Regions from separate parts of the Zea mays genome. Here region 2 is linked to region 1. The links are chromatin contacts, called in public Hi-C maps. All regions are on one chromosome and are shown on one strand. The core of a region is the stretch at or near the end of the contact, and the rest is flanking DNA. Distances in the headings are between cores, read along the strand shown.

Region 1 (2,700 bases), core at 70-2,569:
ACAATGAGATATATTTAATCTGACCATCTAAAATTCCTCATGTCCACAGTAATAAAAACAGGACTGTGCAAAAGCCATTATGAGGGTCAGCAAAAAGTGCTGCCATCAACAGTGTAAAATGTGTAGTCCTGAAAAAAAAAGGAATATGTGCTATATGTAGTATGTATGAACAATCCAACACAAGAGTTTCATTTGACCATTAGGATAAGTTCTGTTAATGTGTATTTACAGGACACAATAGAAAATGTCAGTTAATGGATGATCTCGGCATTACACCAAAAACTTGTGCCACAAATAGGGTCATTCTATGTAAGAACCAATAGCCAATTACACAAATTGTTGGATGATTTACTCGATCAAGTACAACTAAAGTTCCAAACGTCCTTGCTCATCAATCAACATCAAACAGTGGTTCGGCTGCAGAGGGAAACACACGTTCCTGATTGTATGCACTTCCACAATTTCATTGCACGATATATGAAGGCAGAGAGGGCAGGCAGTCCTTTCAACCTGATCGCCCTCTGCAGGGGTGGCATCACCGCTCCCAGACCGTATAATGCCCTTCATTAAGCTCCCAGGTGTAAGCTTCTTCCTCCTGCAGTGCAACAGAAACATGGCGTGATCACAAGCAAGCAGCAGTAGTTCAACGAACGAAAGGAATGTCTGAATTGCAAAATTCTACAGCCGGATTAATAATGGAAACAAATACTAAGTCCCGCAATTCGACCCTGCATGCTTCGGAACCCCGAGGGGGCGAACTGGGACTGACCTCTTCTCGGCCTCCTCCTCCGCCGGTGACTTCTTCTTTACGGGCGGCGGGAGTTCCCCACCGCCGTCGCCGGCATCTTGGGCCATGGCCGAAGCTATAGCTTCCGGGCAGGTGCTCAACGGCCGCCGCGTCGGAACGGGGTAGGGAGAGAGGTAGGGCAAAGGAATACTTCGCTAATCAAGGCCGCTGTCCTGCGCGGGCGTAACTGCTGCTAATCAAGGCCGGGATGCGGAGCAGTTGCGGCAGTCGGTAGCAGCAGGCCAGCAGCCAGCACAGCGCCTTGGAGAGTTGGAGTTGGAAGAAGCGGGTGGTACGGGAATGGGATGGTGGACTCGCCGGTCCCCGCCTCTCCGGCGCCCGGCGGAGAGTCCAACGAAAGCATGTCGCTGGTACCTTCCTTTGACTTGGGCCTCGTGTTTCAATGGGCTGTGGCTCCATTGGGCTGCGAGCAGGCTGCCATATGCCCAGGCCGTTATCTCAGATGGGCCGTTGCACTTGCACGTCTCGCTCAGGCGCTCCTTATTAGCGGCCGCCAACTCGCCGGCGCTGCGTCCGCGTGCTGCGTCTTCACCAAGCTCCCGGTCGCCACCGCGCCTCTCGTGCGCGCGGCGGTCCGGCGTCGATGCTAAGCCCTTCCCGCTCCATCGCTTCCGCCTCTCGTGTAATTCTGAGTAAGGATTCATCCTTCGTTGGCTCTTCTCTGTCGGCAGTTTATTTTATGTTTTATGGGGCTATGGTGGTTCGGGGGGGATTTTGAACTGCACTTAGCTGTTCGAAGGAAGGGCCGACCGAATCAAACCGAAACCGCGTGGATTGATACAGGCCGATGGTAGCTATCTACTTTGGCATTCGATAGGAAATGGGAATCAGCAGTGCATATTGTTCCCTGTGATTTGGATGAGCAGTCATCAATGCAGGCGGTCTGTGTTCATCCTGTTTGTAAACAGCATCGGAGCTCCTGTGTGTAAGGCTGTAACATCTCTCTCCTGAAACTGGCAGAATGGACCAACCTCTCCATCTCGTGCACGTCAAGATTCTCGCCGCGGACCTTCTCTCCTTAACCGTACGGCACACCTCTCCGACGACGTTCCTCCGCTGCGGCCGTAGGGTTGCGCGTGCGGAGCTCGTCGGAGTCGTCGTCTCGCGTGACCGCAGGGAGAAGTTCCTCCGCTTCCTGGTCGACGACGGCACTGGGTGTGTGCCGTGCATCCTGTGGCTGAACCACCAGTACTTGAATGCTAGGACGTCCTCTGGGCCATCGTCAGACCATGATCCTACTGCAGAGATGGCGCTGAAAATGTCAGAGGAGGTGCGTCTAGGCACCCTCTTGAGGGTGCGAGGGAAGATCGCCTCGTATCGTGGTGCGATCCAGATTACTGTTAGAGATGTGGTTCCGGAGAAGGACCCGAATTCGGAGGTGCTGCATTGGTTGCAGTGTGTCCGCCTGGCCAAGGAGTGCTATGATCTGCCACCACGTTCTGCTCAAGGTCGCACTTGAATGGGGTTTACCATGTGTAGTTTGTACGAGTTTATCTATCTCTGCACTTGCTGGAGACAATCTCTTCTAAGGGGGGCTCTTAATTCTTTGCCATCTTTACGAAAACCACTTAATCACATGTTATTGATATGGTATTTTATATGCCACTCACCCCTGTAAAAGTGGCAAAATGTATTTAGTGTCTCTTCTTTTCCTACTAAAAAAATTATCCCATGCTCACGGGCTGCATAGGAAATGCTCAAGTATTAAAATCTATATGAAACGATATAGTGTTTTGTTTATGTAACCCATACGAAAACGCTGCTACCGCGCTTGTGTGCTCGCATGGAGCATGTAGGTTCTAGCATGGACGTGTAAGCAAGCATGCCGGGCAAATTATGCATGGACTTGAACGGAATTTGATCAAAACTATACATGTCAAAATACTTTGTCG
Region 2 (2,700 bases), core at 56-2,555, 110 kb after region 1:
CCACACAATCATTATCATGACCTAACTTATATTGCCCCCACAAAACACACATTAGTCACAATAATCTAGTGTAATCATTAACCATAGAAACCCAACTAGGGGACTAGATGTTTTCAACTGGACTTAATGATGTACAATACTTGGAGGGCTAAAGGGTGCGGTTACATGAAGGCGCTTGGAGGACCAAGCCATCAGTACATAAAACTTTGTTATACCGTTCCCAGTAGTTCACTCATATGGTCACCCGAAACACTATTTTGCATTGTAGACTACACTATTTGTAGAGTAGAGTTTGAATATGGGGATGAGGATGGATAAGCTGTTGGAGATAGTCTTATCAACCCTTTAAAAGCACTAGTATGTAGAATGTCAAGATCCACACTCAAAGGATAAAGTCATTCGATTGCCTTAACATTGATGTCCTTTAGGGGCTACTGTAGGTGATCCCTCACCGCGTAGAATATTGGCCCATAACCATTAGGGTGGGCCAAGGCTAGCAAAGACAAGGCCCAACCGAACTAGGGTACCTCACTAGACTTTATGTCCATGCAACCTAGTTCAAGAAGCTTGGGCGCCAACTTCTACAATATATAATAGCCATTATGTTATGATTTCCATGTGATCAACTAGGAAGCATATCCATAATCCGTTTGATATCTATGTAACCCTACCCCTTGAAGTATATAAGGTGAGGTAGGGAGTACCTAAAACTAGTATAAATCTATGTTTCATGTGCTACCATTTTGATTCTCTGTGCATGATACGCTGATCTTTATTTCCATGTTTAAAACTTTCGGTAAAGTCTATGCAATCTCGTGGGCCAAGGGTGGTGAAGGACAGACAGAAATGCTTGAACCAAAGGATCAAAAGGTTGAGGATGGTCCCAAGCCATGGGTGGCTAGCATTGGGCACATGAAAGGGAGATAATACATGGATGCTGATGATGCCATTGTGGAACCTTGAAAGCCCTATGCTTGGTTTGGCAATTGGGACATCTAGTGGACTAACCATCTCCTAAGGGTTGATTTAGTGACAAGGGGATCACGGGGGTTGGAGGGGATTGAGGGGGAAATGAACTAATTTCTCCCTCAATCCCCTCTAACCCCCTGTAATCCCCTTGTCATCAAATCAGCCCTAAGTGTGTGTGATGAGGCTTTTAAAGTGTCCAAATGCATATGCACCGGGTTCCAACGTTTTGGACACACAATTTTTCACTACTTGTTTATTTGGGCCGATCCTCATGTGGGTCAGCCCACGCGATTAGGAAAGCCCAGCTACATACTACCAACAGGACGCCTAGTTCCATCACGAAGTTCTTGGGCTGTTATGGGCATGAGCCCACAGGTTCTAATCCCCCCACCCCCAGCATTCGGCCTGCTAGAGCAACAACGTCTATTTCATCACACATGACTTGAGAACGTCTTATTTCTTTCCGTTCATCTGTTTGTAAAGACAGACAGGGACAGCACAGCAGCCTTCTTTCGCAGCTAGCTTGTTCATTGACACTGCTTCACAGGTAGAGGTAGCTTTAGAGAGATGGCAGTACTCTTCAACGCTCTGGTGCAGTTGCAAGGAGAGCTACCATACGACGACAAGAGGCAGCAGCCCAGCCTAGGCATGCACACACACCCGAGTCACCAGACAATAAGGCTTTTGCCCAAAAGTCTGAACCGCTTTTGTTCGTTCGTTCTTGTTCATGGTGTGCGATCGATGTGTATAGATGGACAGATGATGGCGTTGCTGCTCGGAGGAGGGACATATATATGGTGCCCTTTATATAGCAATAAAGTAGGATGGGAGGCAATAAAGGTGTAAATATGTGGATGGGTGATCGATGGCAAAGCCTGAAAAGGTACCTTTTAGACATCGTGTTGACTAGCGCTAGACATATACACTATATCCTTAGCCGCGAAGCTAGCCATATATGGTTAGCATTTTGCCCGGCAAGTTCATGTATTTGTAGTCCACAACGTACAATCTGAGATATAGGTGATGAGAGTCGCCATCTAAAGCTAGCTGTTGAGACCATGCTTCGTTGCCGAAGGTCATGCAGGAAGAAGCAACTTCGGCTGAAGCTGTTTGTACGAGATACCGAAGGATGCAGTTCATGAAGCTTCGGAAATGCAAACCGACTTAAAGATAGAATGACTCTTTAGCCCATAAGAGTTCGAGTCATTGTTGTAAACTTTTATGAGGGGTATGATTGTAATTCTTCACAGGCTGGGTCCTGTGTCTATAAATAGTGAACAGTATTTCTTTACTGTTCACGATTTTTCCGGTATTTGCTATCGCATCACTCGGGAATCAATCTTTGCCAAGGCAGAGGTATAATTGTATTCAACACTTAAATATAATGAATGGATAAAATATGGTTTATTTATGATTCATTTACCTTTGATGTTCTATATTTTATGTCATCTCTTAGAATTCAATTACGAAGATATGACCTTCGTAATTATATTGCTATCAACCTTCGTCCAAAGCCCATTATCCCCAAGGGAATAATGTTTCGTTGGACGAAGAACATTAACATTTAACATTTTATGTTGCCTTGTTCTTAATTCATAGCATTTGAGAACAAGTTCCCAACATTGGCGCCCACCTCCGGTGAACTCACTTCCACTTTTTTGAGCTGATGGCTTCGTTCAACGATCGAGCTGGAGCTGCTTCGGCTCCGAAGCTGATGCTCCCGATAACAGG

Evidence for each region. A called contact is a pair of places that touch in the nucleus more often than the background predicts.
Region 2: a contact with region 1 is called in a Hi-C map of leaf, with 6 times the contacts expected there. The contact joins the enhancer-like site here to the promoter of LOC100285101 in region 1. A contact is called at or near these places in 4 of 25 Hi-C or Micro-C datasets (leaf and seedling).

Annotation. Positions count from the first base shown.
Region 1 is chr9:133,316,920-133,319,619 of Zm-B73-REFERENCE-NAM-5.0, forward strand. LOC100285101 (OB-fold nucleic acid binding domain containing protein) reads left to right here and starts at 1,320. Exons shown (of 2, transcript NM_001157996.2): 1 at 1,320-1,440; 2 at 1,769-2,464. The coding sequence starts at 1,770. The coding sequence ends at 2,267. It overlaps LOC100282570 (peptidyl-prolyl isomerase PASTICCINO1), which reads right to left and starts at 1,113. Exons shown (of 20, transcript NM_001155478.2): 1 at 770-1,113; 2 at 511-595. The coding sequence starts at 855.
Region 2 is chr9:133,431,271-133,433,970 of Zm-B73-REFERENCE-NAM-5.0, forward strand. No RefSeq gene overlaps it. Among protein-coding and RNA genes, the nearest start is that of LOC100501416, 34 kb to the right of the region's middle. Within about 2 kb of position 1,306, at least 17 of the 20 cell types and tissues checked have an H3K27ac peak or open chromatin away from gene starts, as enhancers often do. A contact at or near this core is called in leaf and seedling, where this site is marked.